3 separate regions of the Mus musculus genome follow, and all the other regions are linked to region 3. The links are chromatin contacts, called in public Hi-C and HiChIP or PLAC-seq maps. All regions are on one chromosome and are shown on one strand. The core of a region is the stretch at or near the end of the contact, and the rest is flanking DNA. Distances in the headings are between cores, read along the strand shown.

Region 1 (2,795 bases), core at 157-2,656, 940 kb before region 3:
ATAGTATTGACCTGACTTTCCTAGGCTGTGCTATTGGAAAGTCTTGAGACTGGATAGATACGGTTAGGATACAGGAGAGAGATTTGGTGGGGATGGAGTGAGGTGGTGATGGGTAGCATTTTGAGACAGTCTAGCTGTCCTAGAACCCACTGTTTAGCCTAGGCTGACTTTAAAAATCACAACAGTTGTCAGTGCTGAGATTATGGACGTGATTCACAATGTCTGGGATTCTCTCTCTCTCCTCATCTTCCCTCTTCCCCTTTGATAGGACCATGATTGCAAACTAAACAAACATAATTTTAAAAAGAAGTTATTTTGCTTACTCACTTTAAAATATCACTAACAGAAAGATACTGCAAGATAAACCACTCACCAGGACCCTGACTCCCATCCTTACCGCCTCACTGCTGCCCTTTCTGCTTCACTGGTCTGCTTACTGGCCCCATTCCAGCCCCGATGGTGACCTGGCTTCGTCTCATCTTTTAGCTCATTGCTTCTTGCCAGTTTCAGGGATTCAGGACCCCTTCTCTGGTGACTTGAGGGGGCTTTTCTCATTATGGCTGTTATATAGGTATATTCTATATCATATATATATATTCATTCTATATGCTAAAGAGGTCAACTGAAATATTCTGTATCATATGCATATATTCATCCTATATGCTAAAGAGGTCGAACTGAATCGTTCATGAAGATGGGCCTCAGTTTAGAGCCTGGTCCTCGGTAAGCCTTCCTATGAGTCAGTTCTACATTGTCTCAAACAAACCAATCAGCATCTAGTGCTGCATCATTTATTCTGACCTGCAGGTGCTGCCATTGTCCCCACAGCTCACTAACAGCAGTGCCTTCTGCTCAGGTGCTGAGAGCATGAAGCTCCTATCAAAGCACGGCCTCCACTCCAGAGTCTCCCAGGACGGACGGGTGCTGTCTCATCCGTGGCTTAGGACTCCCTCTTCCTTGGCTAGTCAACCTGAAAGAGTGTTTATATCCCAGTGTTTTGTAGGGTGGATCTGTGGGGAGACTCCTCATCCCCATATCGTAATGCCTGGCTCTCCGAGAAAGGCTTCTCCTCCATGACTCTGTTGTTAAGCAACAGTAGTTAAAATTCACTTTCCTCCAATTTTTCAATATCCTCTACCTCATGACTTTGCATCTATAGCTAACCCAAGCATTGAAATCTTTCTGAATCTTAAGCTAAAGCATTAATTCCAGAGGAGAACACTGACACATCTACTTGGACAGGTGTCACCCGTATGCACCATCAGAATTGCCTCCCCCAACAGAGCTTGCATCTTTTTTTTTTGGATAATAGATCCTGAGACATAAAATACAGGTAGGATGTTAGTATCTTCCTTCCTCTCATTAAGTTGCATTGATGTGAGGCTCCAGACAGAGAAGCACTGGATTCTGTTTCCATGGCAACTGCTTCACTGCCTAGGGGAAAAACAGGACAGCAATTGAAGTCTGTGCTAATGGCAGTCCTAAAAATAATCAGTAATGTGTTGAAATCAAGTGGAAAGACCCAGGAAATAATAGATAAAATTAAACCTCTGCAATGTGGGGCTGAACAATCAGATGCCAGTTAAATCTCGTTGCAAGTGTCTTGTGCTCCAAGGTGTACAGGGACAGTTGGTGATGAGTGTATTTTGGAGGATAATTGATCATTCTTTTATTGAATCACTCATTCAACTAACTACTAAGTATGCAGGAGCCTTGGGTCAGCAGAAACTCTGACTCTGGACTCTCTTGGTTTTATGTGATCAAGAGACAAGAAAAGCTAAAGTAATTATTGAAGATATCTTGTTTGCTGACCCAGTTGCTATTCTAAAAATTTCCATTGGGTATTTGTGGGGTTGGCCATAGCCAACCCCAGGGACAATTCAAAACAATTTATAGGTTTTATTAGTTTAGTAGAGGCCATGCAGCTAAGGTGGATGCCTGCCTGGTACTTCTATCTGTGGTGACTGAGTTCTGCTCAAAGCTCAGAATCTTGTTTGGTGCTTGGAGAATGTTTATAATCTTTGTTTTATCTGAACATGAAAAGGGATACATTTAATATATGTCACTTCTGGCAGCTACTTTGTGATTAAAGGGAATGAAAACAGCTTTCAGGCAAGGGAAAGCCCAAGGGCATTACAGACATGGGCTGGAGTGATTGGTGGGTGCTTACAAGTATTTGGCTGCTCTTCTACGGGACTCAGGCCCAACTTCCAGCATCCACAGATGCCTCATGGCCATCTGTAGCTTCAGTTCTAGGGGGTTTGACACCCTCTTCTGGAATCTGTTGGCACCAGGCATGCACATGGTACACATAGATACATTCAGGGAAAATGCTTACACACATAAAATAAATCACACGAGAGAGAGAGAGAGAGAGAGAGAGAGAGAGAGAGAGAGAGAGAGAGAGAGAGAGAGAGAGAGAGAGAGGAGAGAGGAGAGAGAGAGAGACAGAGAGAGAGAGAGAGATGGCTTCATATGCTCCATAGTTAGTTACACCGTACTTTTGAGTTTGGTGTATGGGTGGCCCTCCTGACCTAGAGGTTACTCCTTCTAGGGCTTAGTGGAGTGTCTAGGTGGAGGGCATGATGAACACGAGCCAATAACACTATTCTAAACTTGCCTGGCCACCAAGAAAAGCTGTTAGTGGGACTAAACTAGTATGTGGCCCTTTAATTTGACCCAAGGAGAAAGATATGTACTAAAAATTTGTACTATAGTAACAAATCTGTTTGTGTGTATGTGTGTACGTGTGTGTGTGTGTGTGTGTGTGTGTGTGTGTACATGTGTGTGTGTGT
Region 2 (3,054 bases), core at 532-3,031, 680 kb after region 3:
AAATAAGTACTCTGAATTCCCTGTAATTATTGCTTATACCACGTTGTTTTTCTGTCTTATTAGAAAGCTCCACAGGGTAGCTGATTTGCCTTTGGTGTTCTTTTCTGAATCTGTCTTTAAAGTCTGTAAATTTAAATAAATGCATAAAAGAAGATCCAAATACTTTCTGAAGTAGGATCTTTAAATATGTTTTTAATGCAGACATGAAACATATGCTCATCAAAATAGAATATTTTTAATATTTCTCCTTTTGTCTTCAAACATCTTGTGAATGTTCAAACTAAATTTATTTAATTTATGTGGTCACATATATCTATCTTTAGAAAATTAACATTCTGCTGTATTTACAAAACCCATTTTTCCAATATTAGGAAAATACATAATCCTTCAGAAAAATTTATTGTTAGGAAATATTCAATAAGAAAGGCCAAAACAAAACAAATCTGAGTCTGTTGTTTTCCAGTTTCAGTTGGTCCATAATAAAAATTCTCAATTGCTCTGTGGTAGCTATTTTATCTTCAAATATTGATTACTTTAATAGAGGTAAAACAAAGAAATAGACAATATGTTGATTTCATTCTACTGGTTTGATACACACGAAAACCTGGGAACACTCAGAGTTCTGCCCTTTATTTTCTATTGTCACAGTAAGAAAGAAATATTGGCGTTGAAATGAAAAATGATGGATCTTTATTCTTATTTTACTATACTGGAAATGATGAACAGGAAATGGACCAAATCAATGTCCTAATAATGCTGTTTTCTTTTCAGGTGCGGGGAGACACCTTTCTGTCCCTTTTCCAGCCACTGGTGTCACCAAGCTTCCTTAGCTCATGGACGTTTACCCTACAAGCCATGTAGCATCTCCCAAGTTTTTCACTACCACCTTGAGTCCTTTGAATAATTCTCACATCTCTTTGAAAATCTGCTAAGGATTCAGTTGAATTCATAGGGATAATTCACAATAACTTCTGCACTGCAGAATGCTTTAGCTGACCACATCTGAAAAATCCACTTTGCCAAGCTGGTGTGCTTGGTTACAGGCTCCTCTGGGGCTAAGAAGGGAATCCACAACACCTGTGCTCGATTTTTACTTAAATACTTGGATTCATGAAGATGCAGCATTTCTTCTTGTTGTTTCTGATTTTTGTTTGTTTGTTCTTTTAGGATAGAATTTCGTGATTCAATAAGATTCTGAAATTAAAGCTTTGCCTCCCCCATAGTGTCCATAGACAGAAAAGCATTTTTCTCTATCCTATCCCTCAAGTCTGTCTTTAAATCCATCTAGCATTGACCCCTCAATCCAAGTTCACGCCTGCCCTTTTGTGACTCATCTCTGTGAGCCCACTGAAATTGTTTGACATTCTAAACAGAAGGTAATCCTCCTTGAACTGCCAATAGGGCACAGACACATCAGACTCTTTCTCTCTTCCCAAACTTGTTCTTGCTCTGAACATTCGCTTGCTCTCTCACGTTAGAAGACCAAAGTTCAAAGACGACAATCCCGTACTTGCATCTTTAAGGAGCACTGCCACCTCAGTGCTCCTGCACCTCACTGCCCTTCCTGGGGATCTACGACCTGAACTTCCTCATGTCCGGAGCTTTGCCTGGTGTCTTCTTGTATGACTGCTCAGTAGATCTCTCTCAGCTCTCTGCCTGATTGACGATCCACTGCTAGCTGATCACATTCTACATTTGTCATGGCTTACTCTGGAAATCGTCCTCTGATCTCTGGCAGTAGCTATAACACCATCACAATATGTGGTGCCCTCTGGTGTAAATTTTTTCTTTCATTGCTGTAACCACATCGGAACTTTATGTCTCATTCATGTGGTCATATGATTCATAATTCTCACTCACTGATAAATAAATTGTGGAAGTGATAAGGATTAACTCTAGCTTTCTCAGACAGATTTGCTGGTCTGTTTTCTGCATAATGTGACTGGATGAACAAGCTTTGTAATTAAGCAGGGGAAAGTTCCCATTTCAAAGTAAGTAAGTAGAAGAGAGTTCCTGTCTCAGATTTCTGACAAAGACTTAAGTGACAAAAGAAGACAGATTGAAAGTGTCTGTCACCTCACATTAACCTTGTCCTGGGAATGTGAGAATGCAAGGAGTACTTTGGAGTCATTTGCAGCCTATTTCTCTATAACAGTTAAAGCTGCCCTTCTTCAGACGACTGTGTTAGACCTAATCAGAGAGAAGGCAGGTTGTGCCTAGGCTCTATGTTTGGAGGGATTACAGCCAAACTGGGTTTTCAGGCTGCTAACTCAAGGTTGAAAGCATTTCCAGATTCAAGGTAAGTTCCGTACACCATGCATAATCCTCACTGAAACTTCTAAAAGAATATCTAATACTCTGATTAAATATATGGAATCAGATATTTAGGAGGAATTAAGTTCTATAGCTACAGCTATCAACTGTTTTATTTGCCTTTAAAACTGGACATAGAAAGGTATCAAGTATTGTATATTCTTCTATCATCTCAAAGGCAAGCAATGACTGATGAACTTGGAAAGACTGAAGCAACTCCTGATGTTTTAGGTTAGGGGTTTTATATTAGTTTGAAGGTCATTCTAAAAATTACAAAGTATATCTAGTAAAATACTGATTCATTTTGCTAAGGAAACAAATCAAATATTAAGCTTGGCAAAGAGTCAGAGCTTTCATTATTTATCCTTCACTGCCCATGACACTGCTTATGTCACTGCTTGATTGCTGCAGCCATAGTCCTGCTTCTGGGCAGGCTGGTCAGTACTGTTAGCATGACACCCTGTGGCTGGATCTATCAATAGCAGAACTGTCAGGTCACAATCCCCTCTGATCTTACGGGAAAATGGTCCTTCGAAAATCCAGTTTGAGTATAACTTACAGATGAAATAACTTTATTAAGTAGAATGGATGTAATAGGATTAAATAGTGGCAAATATTCTTGCTTAAGATAGGAGTTGGGAACTGTATCAAAGTATGTCATAATATGTTGCACCAATTTATACCATGAGTTGGAAAGGATTTCTTCTCCAGTAAGAGCACAGACCAGCAATCAACACCAAG
Region 3 (3,067 bases), core at 508-3,007:
TTCTCAGCCCTTCGGGGTCTCCATTCTCTTAGCATCCCTTCCATGCCCGCTCACACAAGCCAGTCAGGGCCTGCGTCAGTCTCGTGCCCGCGCCCCTCGGGTGGGCATTATGTAACAGCCCCGGGCCCAACTCCTCAACCATTGCAATAACTTGTCCCGTGCAATAGGACGACGTGGGGCTTGCGGGGACTGTAGGTCGAAGCTGCCCTGCCAGGCTACCGGACTAAGGCATGAGATCTATCCAACAGTCCCACAGCGCGCCCTGGGGAACAGCGTGTTCTCTTTTGGTAGAGTGCCAATAGGCGCGCAAGAGGGAGGGGGTTGGGAGATCCTCTTTAGAGGCGCCAGAATCAAGCAAGAACCCCCTGAATTCGAAAGAACAGTCCAAGTCCAACCCCTACCCCAGATTCTAGGGTGCACATACTGCGCATACTGTTCAGTGCCTTTTGTCCCCACTTCACTGCCCGCCGGTCAGTGGGGGTCCCAAAGATTACAGCCACCTTCTCGCTGTACCTTCACACGCACGCGCGTGTTCAGTCACTCCCACCCACACATGACAAGCCAGCAACACACACACACACACACACACACACACACACACACACACACACACACACACACAGGCACACCATCCTTCACTGGCATTCACAGGCTTGCTTTCCCTGTGTCCCTGTGCAGCACTGGAAAGATATGAATATTCATTACTTACAAGCATTGGTGACTGCGAAACTGTTGGCTACCTCCAAATTGTCGATATGGGGTGTCAGTCTGAACTCCGAAGTGGAAAACTGAACCATCCCTACCCGAAATGCACTGTATTCTTGATCAGCGCCCCTTGGAAATAGCCCCCCTGCAAAAATAAACAGCAAGCAAGAGAACGATGTCAGAGCCCTGGAGAGATAAGAGTGGGATGCTAGCACCCAACAGCCCCAGAGTCTCTTATTCACACTACCCGCTATAATAAACGTAATCAGTGAGTTGGGCAGCAAGGATCCAAAAGGTGCTCAACGGATCCAAGGCAAGGGGGAGAGTCTAAAGACCAAAAAGATTCTCCCTTTTAATCTTGAGCTTTGCGATCATTTCCCTGAAAATCTGAGCACACTAGGAGATGCCTTCAAGGCAGAAGTAACGCAGTACCCGGTCAGAAATGAACAGATCCTTTCCCCTCTATTGTGTCAAAAGGCATAGTCATTTCTTTTTGCTTCAGCCTAAGAAAATCATGTATATTCTAGGTAGTTTCAATCTGGAATGCAGTCAAGGTATGACATAAGTCTACATGACATGAATTAATTTGCACACTGTGAACAAAGATTACCACCAAATTATGCACAATTCAAAGGCATAACACAAAAGGTACCTACCTATCTGTATGCTGTTAGAAGAGACACCAAAAATCAGTCCCCATAAAACAGGAGAAAGGAGGACAGAAATATGCATAATCTTTTGCATTTCCAAGAAAAGTAGAGCATCCACAAAATATCCCCTCGTTTCCCTTTCCTCCTTTTCCTTCTTTGACCGTTTTCCTCAGCAAATTAGATCCTCTGCATTTTGAGGTCGAAATTTAGCAAGGAGCTGCTAAAACCACGAAGTGAAGGCAGAAGAATCCTTATCTCCCAGGTTTAGCTGGTGGCTGTTGATGCCTGCGTCCTGTCCCTGCTCCTGAAGTCCGAGGACTGGCTGAATGCAGTTTTTAGCTGAGCTGCTGCTGTGGTCCCGGTGTCTGGGAATATCAGCACCCTCCCGTGCACTCACACAATCACCCTCTCTCGAGCTCTCTTCTCCCTCTCTCCTCTCTCACACGCGCGCGCACACACATACACACACATACACACACACACACGCACACACACAGGAAAGTCACAGAGAGGGGCAGGCAGTCCCGGGCGCGCGTGCGCGACTCGAGGCAGGCGGCGAGCTCGCGCACCCACCCCTCCCCCGCACAGCGCCCCGCACCCCGCACAGCCCTGGCAGCTTCTGCGCGGTGCCGAGAAAGCGCGGCTCAGAGCCGGGCAGCCTGGTGCCTCTTAGAGACCTCCAGTCTTGCGCATTCGATTTTAGCACCGCGGACAGCGCTTTGGTCCCTGCTATGGGCTGAGGTTGCAGGGTTTACTGTAGCTGCAGAGATGTTCCAGCCAGATCCAAATGCTGCAAAACTGATTTCCGGTTGCTATGCCTAGGAAGCCGAACTGCTAATTGCTGTTGGCGGCGAAGCTTTCTTCCGTAGGGCCCTGTTTTACATTGAGCACAACGAATATGATTTGATTGTCTCAAAATCCACTTAGCAGTATCCACACACTGCCTTCTGCCTCAGCTGACCCAGATAAAAAGCAAACAAAATACTCCCTGAAGGGACAACTCCCAAAATCGTGAACTTTAGCTTCCTATAATGCAAGCATAATCTCAGGGAAACCCAAAATTCTATCCTTAACTATAAAAGGATGCCAAGACCCGGGTAACTCGATCAAACCTTTGAAAGACTTCGTGTAGGAATCCATCTTTAGAGTATGCCCCTTTGGATAGTGGTTCGATTGTTCAAGCCACATTGCCTGTGGATTGCTCTTGTACTACAGTGCAGACTCCCCCCTGCTGTAGAGTCATGTAGACTTGGCTCTTAGATGTCCGTTTTGTATAGAGATTGAAAGAACCGTAGGTTTCTGCGGGGGGGGGGGGGGGGGTAGTAGTCTAGAATGGATGTATCACTCTTAGTTACAAACCAGATACCCCATTACATTATGGCCTTAAGTTTCAAAAATAATCACTGCCTCAAGGAAGTAGGTTACCTCATTACACCGAGCCTGCTTGGGTATCTGGATTGTAACGAATACATTAAAAATTAAAGTTTGTGAGAAGGGGCTTGGTAAAGCATAGCGATGATTGTATATGCCTGTGAAATCTATGTTCAAAACTCCACTTCATGCCAAGCCATCTCTATATACCTGCGTGGCAAGTCTCTCTGCAGCCTCAGAAATTCTTTACCAAATTGTATGTGTTTTGTTTTAAACAGAGAAATGAAAGAGGTCTCATTTCAGAGATCTGTTGCCAGGAGCCAGGAGATTGAAGCTGACAG

Evidence for each region. Hi-C and Micro-C count contacts between places; a contact is called where the count stands out from the background. HiChIP or PLAC-seq counts read pairs in DNA pulled down with a chosen protein or histone mark.
Region 1: an H3K4me3 HiChIP or PLAC-seq map of forebrain shows a contact between it and region 3, with 10 times the contacts expected there. The contact joins the enhancer-like site here to the promoter of Gria2 in region 3. A contact is called at or near these places in 17 of 39 promoter capture datasets (the 3T3-L1 cell line, 3T3-L1-derived adipocytes, the HPC-7 cell line and 11 more), 2 of 15 datasets of contacts at CTCF or cohesin (the NIH/3T3 cell line and large pre-B cells), 46 of 484 Hi-C or Micro-C datasets (the 3T3-L1 cell line, 3T3-L1-derived adipocytes, the AML12 cell line and 29 more), 13 of 115 datasets of contacts at active chromatin or transcription factors (SST interneurons, VIP interneurons, acute myeloid leukemia and 10 more) and 2 of 9 other capture datasets (adipose tissue and pancreatic islet).
Region 2: a Hi-C map of nephron progenitors shows a contact between it and region 3, with 2.0 times the contacts expected there. The contact joins the enhancer-like site here to the promoter of Gria2 in region 3. A contact is called at or near these places in 7 of 39 promoter capture datasets (the 3T3-L1 cell line, 3T3-L1-derived adipocytes, cranial neural crest and 3 more), 2 of 484 Hi-C or Micro-C datasets (embryonic fibroblasts and nephron progenitors) and 1 of 9 other capture datasets (embryonic stem cells).

The regions. Positions count from the first base shown.
Region 1 is chr3:79,865,870-79,868,664 of GRCm38.p6, forward strand. The region is part of intron 1 of Gm36569 (a long non-coding RNA gene); the gene reads right to left. Among named protein-coding and RNA genes, the nearest start is that of Gm40073, 14 kb to the left of the region's middle. Within about 2 kb of position 1,407, at least 36 of the 459 cell types and tissues checked have an H3K27ac peak or open chromatin away from gene starts, as enhancers often do. A contact at or near this core is called in SST interneurons, VIP interneurons, cortical neurons and 3 more, where this site is marked.
Region 2 is chr3:81,480,805-81,483,858 of GRCm38.p6, forward strand. No RefSeq gene overlaps it. Among named protein-coding and RNA genes, the nearest start is that of Gm52636, 150 kb to the right of the region's middle. Within about 2 kb of position 1,782, at least 10 of the 459 cell types and tissues checked have an H3K27ac peak or open chromatin away from gene starts, as enhancers often do. A contact at or near this core is called in nephron progenitors, where this site is marked.
Region 3 is chr3:80,800,936-80,804,002 of GRCm38.p6, forward strand. It overlaps Gria2 (glutamate receptor, ionotropic, AMPA2 (alpha 2)), which reads right to left and starts at 1,758. Exons shown (of 16, transcript NM_013540.4): 1 at 1,362-1,758; 2 at 710-850. The coding sequence starts at 1,449.